2 separate regions of the Mus musculus genome follow, and region 2 is linked to region 1. The links are chromatin contacts, called in public HiChIP or PLAC-seq maps. All regions are on one chromosome and are shown on one strand. Each heading gives the region's core, a stretch centred on a gene start, on an enhancer-like site or on the middle of the called end of the contact. The rest is flanking DNA. Distances are from core to core; before and after follow the strand shown.

Region 1 (5,561 bases), core at 303-2,802:
AAGAATCCTCAGCCCCTTTGCCATAAAGTAAACGTATTTGCATGTTAGCACAGTGCATGGTACAGGCTCAGCATGGCTTACTTAAGCCAATGCTGAGGGGAGGGGAGGGGAGGTTGCACTGCAAGGGGCTTTGTGAGCATAGTGCTGAATAAACACAGAATCAACCTTGGGAGACAGATTCAGTCCACTCTCAGCTTCTTTACATCCTTCTAATACAAAGGGTAATTCACCTCTGGAGTAGCCTCTCTCCTGCCTTAGCCTCTCTGGCCTCCATGCTTCCTCCTTCCTTTCTTTTGATTGATTGTATTACTAACACTGTCATTACTAGTTAAGATGAAGAGAACAGGTTGCAGATCCAGGATATCTGATTGGCAGACATTTGGTTCAAAGTTTATAATATTTGTTTTAACTTCATGCTTTTCATTTTACGATTGTCCCATATTAACAAGCATTTTTAGTAAGAAAATTTAAAACATGTGAAGCTTGAGTTAGGAATGATGCTACAGATAGGTACCCTGACTTGGTAGAAGTGTGGATTGTAGATGAGACTGAAGTGATGGTGGCGTGGAAAATCTGAGAATAAACCACAGTGAACCATCAAACTATTTCTCCTGTCTGCAGTGCAGGTGCTGTAATAACAGGATTGCAGTCCTGAGTGGCACATGGATGTAAACACTTAGTATGCCATCACATGCTGCCCTAGTCTCCTGCTTTCTGGGCTGTGGTAGGTGCGTGCACATCTCTTGTCTGGTAGAGTGATGTGTGCGCAGAGATGGAGAAAGGCTAGGTTTGGGGGTTGGAAGTGAGAGCTCTGTTCTAAAGGCAGATCTGTGTGGCTAAGTGACTCATTAACAATGTATACTGTCACATGCTGTTCTGTGATAAGATTGGGAATCACCTGGGTAGGAAGTCCTGGACTTAAAGGGACGGCAGAGGCCCCTTTCCCTTAAGTCTTGTCAAGTTTCTGCTACTCACGCTTCTAAGAAAGGCACAGAACAGCACGTAGCTGGCTGGATTATGGCCTCTTGCCTTAGCCAGAGATGACCTTGGTGGGAATAACAAGGCAGGAAAGGAGTGTGAACTCTCTGATAGGAGGGCCATATTGACCTTGGGTGGGGTTACTGCAGGTAAGAAAGGACGTAGAGACTACATTGACTGGACCGGCCAAGCTCCATGAAGTCTTCACAGCTGATGCCTATGTTTATCTGCTGTTCAGGATCGGTCCTATGCTGACAAGCCTTTGAGAATCAAGTGTCAGATACTGAAGCCATTTTCATTTTGTGCCCCCTGGAACACTGGGGAGTGAGGTGACTTCTGGGTTTCTGGAAGTGACTCTCTTATGTCTTCCTGTTACCAGGGACATACCAAGAGTGCTGTATCTACAGTGACCAGTGCTAGAGGAGGGGCTACCCAAGGAACACGGACATCCTACTAGGACCATACCCCAGAAGAAAATTGCCCTCTCCCTGCCGTCAGCTGCCAATAGCTCCTCAGCTAGGGTTGGGTGCTTGCAAAACACTTCCTGCTCCATGATGTAATGTTCACTTGTTTGATCTTGTACAGATAGCCATATAGGTGCTGTGAGATCATAAGTACTGCAGTTCTGCCATATCTAGGAGACAACATTGCACAATGATTCTCCCTATTCTCCCTCTAACGTTCATCTTCCCCCTCCCCATGATATTCTCTGAGTCCAGGGGCGGGGTGGGGGTTGGTATAGATGTCCCACTTAGGGCTCAGCACTTGTCCTAGTTTGATCTTTATTGCTGTGAACAAATACTGACCAAAACCACCTTCGAAATGTTTTCTTTAGTGTACAGGTTATAGCCGGTCATCAAGGGGCAGGCACCAAGGCAGGAACCTGGAGGTAGGAACAGAAGCAGAAACCTCTATTATGTAGGCCCACCTGCCTAGGAGACTACACCTCCGACAGTAGACTGGGCTCTCCTTCATCAACTAGTGATTAAGAAAATGCTAAACACACATGTCCACAGGTCATTCTGATTTGAGTAATTCTTCAGTAGGTTCTCTCTTCTCAGCTGACCTTAGGTTTGTGTCATCCTTGACAGCTGAAGCCAACTATGCCAGTACTCAACAGTCACTCATTCTCAGTGATCAGTGACCAGCGATCAGTCTTGGCATTGACTGCTGCCTAGTGAAAAAGAAGCTATTCTGACCAAAATTCAGACTACCTAACCTGTGGGTATACACAAATATTTAGAAGGCGGTTTTGACAACATGAGTGTTTAGCAAAAATACCAGCAAGTTTTACATTAAGGCCTGTGACCTACCTAGCCTTGGGCTTTTGGACAAGCACAGTGTCAGGCATGAGTGGGTCTCAAATCAAGGCAGAAGATGGTTGGTTACCTCCATATTTAGGTCATGCTACCACTAGGTAGGTACATCATGCGGGGCAGGATTTTGCAGTGTGCAGAGTCCGCCACTAGGTAATTCCATTGTAGATTTTTCTCTACCAGTGGCCTCCATAGCACCTTCGGGCTATGAAAGCTAGCCAGCAGGAAGTTAGTTTACTATTTATTTTGAGATTGATGTCTCAGTATCCTGCAACAAAAGCATGTACCACTAATTTCTTATTTTTTTTTGTACAAGATTTTAAAACAATAATAATAATTATTATTATTATTATTAATTGTGTGTGTGTGATAGAGAGAGAGAGAACCTGTGTAGGTAATTGAACAACTTTGTGGAGTCAGTTTTCTCTTTCAACCTTCACCTAGGTTCTAGGCATTTGATCTCAGGTTGTCTTGTCGGCCTTGCACATAAAATACTTTTACCCAGTGAGCCATGTCACTGACTCCGATTTCTTATTCTTGTCTAAGGAACCAACACATCTACATGGAACCTAGGAGAAGGCAGTTATCAGCCCTTAATGGCTGCTGGAAAGTGCACATGCTCTGGGTAGAACAAGAGGGGTGTTGAGACATGTCTTTTCTCTTGTGGCTATAAGCAAAACAAAGACATTGCGAGAGGGTCTTGGAGCGGGGTGGCAGAGCAAAGACTGGGGTTGTAGCACATGGTAGGATCACCAAGAGTTTAGACAGTGGAGAACAGTTTGGGGGATAGACGAGGGGAGGAGATTATTTCCCTGGCACGGTAGACAGTAGCAAATGAAAAGAGTGCTGGAGCCATAGGCATGGATACCAGGAGCCAAGGAGAGAGTCTGGCAGAGTGAAAGTTATTGGAGAGGTGGTAACATTGGCTGTGTACAGTATTTGCCCATTTAAAGGGGAAGCTACCATTCACTGCCAGCCAGATGCTGCTATAAGGGACACAAAATCTTCTGACAGGTCTCAGAGTTCAAGAGGAGCTAAAACAAACAAACAAAACACACAAACAAACAATTTAAAAAAGAAAATAATCAGAATTTAAGAATTGTAGTTCCCTGGTTATTAAACAAAGGTAGAATAAAAATATTGAATGTTCAAATAAACACTGTAGGTCAGGCTTGGACACTGGGCCATTGGGCATTTAGCCCATTTATCTTTGGCATAGGCATATCTGTTCCTTCATGTCCTTTTGAAGTAAAGTTTGAATTTTAGGATGACTTTGGACAGTTGTGTCATCTACCAGGACTTTCTTGGTCTGCCTACTTGAGTAGACAGACTTTAGGTAGAATTCAGTGAGGGTCTCAGAAGTTCACAGCTTCCAATGGTCTAGGTTGTAGATTTCTGTAAGAAACAAGAGGTGAAGCTGGGCTAATAGTCATCAAGAGGTATGAAGCTGGGCTAATAGTCATCAAGAGATGAAGCTGGGCTAATAGTCATCAAGAGATGAAGCTGGGCTAATAGTCATCAAGAGGTGTGAAGCTGGGCTAATAGTCATCAAGAGATGAAGCTGGGCTAATAGTCATCAAGAGGTGTGAAGCTGGGCTAATAGTCACCAAGAGGTGTGAAGCTGGGCTAATAGTCATCAAGAGGTGTGAAGCTGGGCTAATAGTCATCAAGAGGTGTGAAGCTGGGCTAATAGTCATCAAGAGATGAAGCTGGGCTAATAGTCATCAAGAGGTGTGAAGCTGGGCTAATAGACAGTAAGAGGTGTGAAGCTGAGATAATAGTCATCAGCCTCCTGACCACTTCTTCAAGGATTTCTTGGGACATATATTTAGCTCAACTTCCCACCTGAGCAGTGGCATTAGAGAAGCAACAGAACACTGGAGCATGCAACTAGGTTTAGCCACCAATATGACTTTTGGGCAAGTGTGGCCATAAAATGCTTAAGTCATGAGCTGGATAAACTCCATCTGGAGAGCTGTATCTTTCTCTGTAAACTTAAATAATTGTGTACTTTGACGGTTTAGTTTTGATTTTTAAGAGAGGATAAAAAAGCTCAACTATTAAAAAATGTTAAATGGTTCAGATCAAGTAGCAACATTCAAAGCTCATAACTATGACAGTTAGCTTCATTGGAAAACACTGTTATGTTCTTTTAAAAAATCAAATATATCCTAAAATAGTTCAAAAACTGGCTGGCTTTGTCACCCTTGCCCAGGGACCATAGAAGTAGCCAGGCCAGGGGTAGGTAGTGATGTTTGTAAATCTTTGCTCTCCCTAAGTAGGTCCCCTTTCTCTTACATTAGGGGCTCCCCACTGTGCCTTGGCCCTTAAAGCATGGGCTTGCTTCATTTTTGAAGAACTTTTTATTTTGAAGTAATTACAGACTCATGGGAAGTTGCAAAAAGAGTACAAAGAGACCTATGTGTCCTTTACCCAGCTTCCTCCAATGGGGCCTACACACTCATCCTAAGACTTGTTTTATTTTAAGACATTTCTTAGGAGGTGTGGGTGTGGCCGTGGCCGGAGGGATGCATAGAAAAACCACACTGTTATGAGAAATAAGGGCTGAAGCTGAGGTGGGGGAGGGGCTGCTCTGCCCTAGCCTCTGTCCCTTTCAGCTGTTAAAATGAAAAGCCAGTCACTTTTCCTTCTATGTATGAGAGAAGAAAAAGTAATTTAAAGAATAATCTGTTGTGGGGGCCGACATACATAAAATTTCAATCAAAACCATATGAAAACATTTATTGACAGTTTGGGGAAAGGGGAAGAGTTATAAGAGAAACTCAGAAAAGGTCCTTACATTTACGTTTCTAAAGAGCAGTCTAGGTAATAATGGTAATGAACCAGCTATGTTTTCCTGTGTGTGTGTGTGTGTGTGTGTGTGTGTGTGTGTGTGTGTGTGTGTTAAGTCTTAGGTGTTAGCTTACAGGATAGCAAGGTTCATAGGAAGTCTGGACCATTAAGAGAGCCCTTTAATAGTAATTTCTACTCTTTCAGCAAGGACAATAGATGGACCTTTCTTCCTGCAGCCTTCACGGAGAAGACCCAGGAGCTAGACAGGTGCAAGTCAAGCGCCAGCTGTGTTATTGATCAGGCTGCACACAGACCCAGAAGGAGCAATATAGTAGTCTCACATCCATATCTCTAACCACTTCTTGCCCTGGCTTGCTTGAGCCACCATCGGACAGATGTGTATCATTTGTCATTCCTGTGCTGCCTGGGTTCAGTGGAATCACTGAGTCTTGGCTTGTGATAGGGCAGACTCAG
Region 2 (5,892 bases), core at 896-3,395, 200 kb before region 1:
TGTAGCTACGTCCTGAATCTTTTCTAGAGTTTCTGTAATCTGATTTTCAGTGTTGAGGCTTTAAACAATTACAGTTTTTTTGCTTGTTTATTTAAGTAAGTGGAGCTATTTGGTGTAAGAGGGAAGTCTAAATCCCTCATAGATTTTAGCATTAAAATAAATCCATTCATCAGGAGGCAGAGGCAGGCAGATTTCTGAGTTCGAGGCCAGCCTGGTCTACAAAGTGAGTTCCAGGACAGCCAGGACTATACAGAGAAACCCTGTCTGGGAAAAAAAAAATTCATTCATTGTTGTTTTGTGAAAACACTAAAATGGAAAGGTATGGTTTGAGAAGTCAGAGAAATCAAGATCCAGCTTTCTATTTCTTTAGTTTTCTCACACTCCTGAAGTCACTGAACTTTGATACTTTTGTCAAAGGGAACAGAAATAATACTGCTTGTTTAGTATCAGGATTCTCCAGCGCACACCATAAGACAGGGGGAAAGCGTTGCCAGCTATAAAACCATCTATAGAACGGGGCACACATGCTTCTCAAGAGCGCATGCTCCAAGGCATTTACTATTTTCCTTTTATTTATGTTTTATATCTGCATTAAATGTACACTTCCAGTTTCTGTTATTTGATAAAAATAAGTCCTACAGCTATTCCTTGGGCCAGTTCTTCCTGCTCATAGTTTAAGCTTCTGTCAGCAGAGAAGCAGCAGTCTCTGCAATTAGTTGATGCTGATTCTAGTGGCTTCCAAGAAAAGACTTGTTGGATTTGGGGACTTATTCTAATAATCTGAGAATCTTTGCCTTTTTATGTTGAATTCTCCCATTTAATTAAAATATAACTGTCCTAATTATTCAAATTATATCTCTCAACAAATGTTTTTAATCTTTTACTACATTTGCCTTTAGTTTGTATGTATTTTTGCTTCTTAATACTTCATTAGCTTTTCTTTGGCATTTTATTATCTACCTTGGCTTTGCTGTAATATACAAATACTATTGGGTTTTTTTTTTTACGTATTTTTCTTATTTCAAGCCATTTTATCACTTTGTTAGTAAAATGTTTTAGTTCATAATTTTAGTTTTCTCAGAGGTATACTTGTGTGATTTTCAAGTACTTGGGAACTTTTGTTTACAGAGTTTATCCCCTGTGCTTCTCAACTTACTGATTCAGAACTCAACTTACTGATTCTAGAACAATAACTGTCCACAACGACTTTTTAGTTTGATTCCTACACGTGAATGTTTAGCCATTAAGCCAAGTCTTTATTTTTATCCATCTTTATCATAATGAGTGGGCATCCTTCAATAACTAGTGAAACATTTCCTATATGTTTAGGGAACAATGTTGATTTCTTCAGGTATTGTCCCTGTTACCATCACAGAGGCCCATGACTGTCGAATCAGTGAATACTTTGTGAATGGTTTTGTCTTGGAAGTCAGTCGGTGACACCATGCATTCTAACACCCGAGGGCCAAGATAGTGGGTCAACGAAGAAACAGTTGTAATAGTGGCAATCCCTTTGGGCATATTCTCCTGCAGAGCTTTGAACCACCATTTAAAGTAATGGTAGCGGACACACTAGTTGATAAAACTAAGGATAGAGGACATTGAAGACGGCAGCATGGTATATAGGAGTAAAAAGCCGTGCCTTACTCTGAAACTGGAAGTTAGAAAATTGTCAAAGATGGTGGGTTTCTATGGTCACCTCCTGGCTCTCAATCCCCATGTCACAGGTTCCCACTCAGAGCCTGCACAGAAAAAGAAAAAAAAAAAAAAAGAAAAAAAAGAAAAAAAACCCCAACTTTGGACCAAAGGCTGAGAGTGAAATTTCAGGGTCACAGGACTTGCATTTTGAGATGCCAAACCCAGAAATACCCCGTAAAATGAAGACGGATGCACTGAAGAACACCAGTGTCTACACTAGGGGCTCGCTGCCTTGCAGCTGCCCAGTTGACCTTTCACCAGGGTGTTTAAATGGGGGGAAAAAAAGAGCAGCGCTTTCCTCTTCCTCGGGCAGCTCAGAATAGCTGCTTCCTTTCGTATAAACAAGTCGTATCTCTGGGAATTTCTAAAGCTGAATAGTGTCTGCTCAGAAGCCATGACTCATGACTCACGCTGTTTCCTGGCAGGCTTCACAAATGCAAAAACACCTCTCCGAGCAAAGACTCTGACAAGAGTGGTCACATGAAGCCGCAGAGTCCTTCATTTTAAACACAGGAAAACAAGAGTCGAGGGAAACTGCCAGTACTCTTCTTGGGAAGCAGGCCTCATCAGGCAGAAAGTTCCCCCATTGGCTCAGCTGGTGTCGTGGCTGTCCCCCCATTGGCTCAGCTGGCTTCTGTGGCTGTCAGGCAGGCCCACTTGGAACCTTGTCCAGGCCTGTGGCTTTAGACCCTCCATCACTGTCTGCCCTCTATGTTTGGAACTTACCGAGCTCAGCTTCCCCTGGATTCTGAGGGGTAAAGGTTGTCTGAGGTGGGGCTCCCCAGGGAAATTACCAAGGGGTCACAGTGCTGGAGCTTGGGACCTTCTTCTTTGCTTCTGGCAGGAACTCTGAAGCAAAACAGTCTTCTTGCTGCAATTTCTCTTCCTCTAGGCTTCTCCTCCCAGATCCCATCTGGTCCCCTCTTTAGGGCCACTTAACTTTTCTCTTGTTTCCAAACAGTCAAGAAACAAAGAGGAAAACTGCTTATTGGCTTCTCTTAGTTCAAGAGTATAACAACCTCTGTGTGTGTGTGTGTGTGTGTGTGTGTGTGTGTGTGTGTGTGTGTGTTTGGGGGGGGTCTCTGTTTATGTGTTTATATGGTCTCTGAGTGTGGTTTCTCTCTCTCTCTCTCTCTCTCTCTCTCTCTCTCTCTCTCTCTCTCTCTCTCTCTCTCGTTTCTTTGCTTATGCATTTGTGTGGTCTGTATGCGTCTTCTCTGTTTATGTGTATGTGTTTATAAGGTCCCCTACACCTGTGTGTAATTGAGTATATGAACAACAGGGCAAAGTCTCTGCTTTCATGTTGAAAGAAAAAGATTGAAAACCTATAGGCAAACAAGGACATTGCTTTATTTACACCTATCTCTTAGCTTTCTACAGATAACAGTACAAAAGACTGGTTTGCATACAGCTCTGTGATTGGGGTGTAGTTTAACCCCTTGGTCCACAGTGCAGCTGGGTATCAGTTCTACTAGAACCAGAATACTAGCACTGGAGATAATGGGATATAAGTGCCAGGTCAGCTGATATATCAGATGATAAATATTTCACATTTCCCAGTCATTACGACCTGAACGTTTTCAGCATCAGGTTGCTTCAAAACAAAACAGTCACACAAAGCTGGAACTAAGGCTGGGATCAGGTTGGAACCAAGTCTTGTTCTCGGTTGACTCTGCCAGAGAACTGGTCTGGGGGAGGAGGACAGGATACAGAGGGAACAGGAGAGGGCAGAGCTTGCAGGGGACTCTGAGTTTATTGCACTGGCAGGATTTACTGGTTTCATTTCACCCTCAGATCGCTATGGTGGCCCACTGGAGACTTGGAGTGCAACACTGAAGATTTTCATTGTAAGAGTTTCATGTGCCCGGAGCACATGGACCCAGACAGTCGGTTACTCCTTTGGTGACTGGTGGGAAGTGGGGGTGGTGATCTTTGTTACAGACCTCATGGCTTAGAAGATGAAGGCAGTCCCTTTGTGACTTAGAAAATACCAGGTTATGTTGAAATACCTGTCACAGGGCTGTCTGTGCATCGTGTGTATTCTGTCTGCACAAAGCCTGTGCAACTGGGGTGAATAAACAAACGCTATGGAATAGTTGATGACTTGACTTATAAAGAGCAAAGATGGGTTACTTGTCAACATCTGGGGGATGAGTGCAATCTCAAATAGTATGATTTTAGGTAAAATTTATTCCATAAATAGTTTTTTTTCTTAAATAAAATAAAGCCATTTCCTATATGTCAACTTTGGGCTGGTGAGATGGCTCAGCTGGTAAGAGCACTGACTGCTCTTCCAGAAGGTCCTGAGTTCAAATCCCAGCAACCACATGGTGGCTCACAACCATCCATAATAAGACCTGATGCCCTCTTCTGGTTTATCTGAAGACAGCTACAGTGTACTTAGATATAATAATAAATAAATCTTTGGGCTGGAGTGAGAGGGGCCAGAGCAAGATAAATAAATAAATAAATAAATAAATAAATAAATAAATAAATAGTCAACTTCACCATATTGCATATTTTACATAATTTTTAAAGTTTGAGTTCAGAGTATGCATTTTTGTAACTGTACTCCCTTTATTAAAAAATAGATTTTTACAAATTGTATTTTTTGTTTGTTTGTTTGTTTTTCTTTGAGACGGAGTTTCTCTGTGTAGCCCTGGCTGTCCTGGTATTCTGTAGACCAGGCTGGCCTCAAAGTCACAGAAATCCACCTGCCTCTACCTCCCTAGTGCTGGGATTAAAGACCACCACCCATAAATTACATTTTCAATGCCTTAGAGAAGTGGATTCCTTTGTGAAGCTAATACTGCCCCTTCTTCTGGCTGGGTTTCCAAATGTCAGTTTAGATACCAGTCAACAAGCAAACAAAGCAAGAAATGCCCCTGCAGGGGGAAAAAAAAAATACTGGCCTCAGAGACAATAGCTTACTAGTAAGCCCGGCTTGGTCGAGTTCTGCTCTGACATGTTTAGTATTTAACTATGCAGCTTCCTCTTTTCTCCGGAAATAGAAAGGACCAACTTCCTCCCCCCCCCCGCCCCCCCCCGCCCCCCCAGTGGCTGCCCCATTGTCCCATTCTAAAAACTCCCTTGTTCAGACACCTGCTTCCTCTGAAGCTTCCAGTCCTTGGTGCTTTATCTCTCCGGTGAGTTTTGTCAGGCTTTCAGTTTCTGTTACAGCTTTCAAAGAACTTCAGAAGGCGCTGCTGAGGCGCAGAGCTGGAAGCTGGCAACTCCAGGGAGCTTATCCTGCAGTAGTGCTTTGGGGAAGACCAGCAGAGCGTCAGACCCAGCCAACACGGTCCTGTGACCAGAATCCAGCTCCATTTACTTTAACTCAGCTCAGCTCACTTTCTCTTCCACCTAGATGGGAGATCGTTTTCACAGACAATCAGTACAATAGAAATAAGAAATCAACTGAATGAAAAAGTCCGAGATAACCCCTCTCCTCTCATCTGGCCAAAGGCACACTAGAGACCTGGTGGTTGATAGATATTGCTTAGGCTGAAGCACCTACAGGTCTCTCTCAAGAGCCCTATCTTGCCTCCCTGGCATAAAATCTTGCAAGTATTTTCCTTTTAATTTTTAAAAATTTACATTTATTTAAAAAAAAAACAAGGTATACTTGTTCATCAACAATGATACAATTTAGAATTTTATCAGGGAAAACAGACAAACAAAAACAAACAAACAAATTTCTCAGTATTTCAAATGCCCAGCATGTTACTCCTTGGGATTCTTTGAGGGCTAATAAATCAGTATGTCAGGTATCCTTAAAGCTTTGAAAATGATGATGTTTTAACAGTACTTCTAACAACTTCCAGACTCCATAATGGGAATAACTAAAATTCTTGTTTAAAGACTGCAATATACTAAGTGTGGCAGTGCTTACAGACCTGTGGTTGTTTATAAAGTCTCCTTTAGTTTAGATCAGTTGATCCAAAAATGGGAACGATTATCTTTCTTTGTCATCTCTCCTTTAGGTGAAAAATGAGGCTGACATATTTATGGATTTTTGTGACTTTTTAAATAAATGACTTCCTGGGATGTGATTCCAGGAAAAAGATGCTTTAAGAGATAGTGTTTCAGAGAAGGCAGTGACTGGGTGGTATTACCCCGATGGCAAGGCCCTCCACTTTGGGCCGGGGAGCTAGAGGTTATCAGAGAGGCATCCTGTTGGTTCTGCTCCACTTC

What was found. HiChIP or PLAC-seq counts read pairs in DNA pulled down with a chosen protein or histone mark.
Region 2: a BATF HiChIP or PLAC-seq map of CD8 T cells shows a contact between it and region 1, with 8 read pairs. The contact joins two enhancer-like sites. A contact is called at or near these places in 1 of 15 datasets of contacts at CTCF or cohesin (pro-B cells), 18 of 484 Hi-C or Micro-C datasets (B cells, CD4 T cells, Th1 cells and 13 more) and 19 of 115 datasets of contacts at active chromatin or transcription factors (the 230-238 cell line, CD8 T cells, the HPC-7 cell line and 15 more).

Annotation. Positions count from the first base shown.
Region 1 is chr1:64,100,797-64,106,357 of GRCm38.p6, reverse strand. The region is part of intron 1 of Klf7 (Kruppel-like factor 7 (ubiquitous)); the gene reads left to right. It overlaps Gm13748 (a long non-coding RNA gene), which reads right to left. Exons shown (of 3, transcript XR_003947836.1): 3 at 5,155-5,561. Among named protein-coding and RNA genes, the nearest start is that of Klf7, 18 kb to the left of the region's middle. Within about 2 kb of position 1,552, at least 61 of the 459 cell types and tissues checked have an H3K27ac peak or open chromatin away from gene starts, as enhancers often do. A contact at or near this core is called in CD8 T cells, Th1 cells, Th2 cells and 4 more, where this site is marked.
Region 2 is chr1:64,301,959-64,307,850 of GRCm38.p6, reverse strand. No RefSeq gene overlaps it. Among named protein-coding and RNA genes, the nearest start is that of Gm35803, 26 kb to the right of the region's middle. Within about 2 kb of position 2,145, at least 230 of the 459 cell types and tissues checked have an H3K27ac peak or open chromatin away from gene starts, as enhancers often do. A contact at or near this core is called in CD8 T cells, Th1 cells, Th2 cells and 4 more, where this site is marked.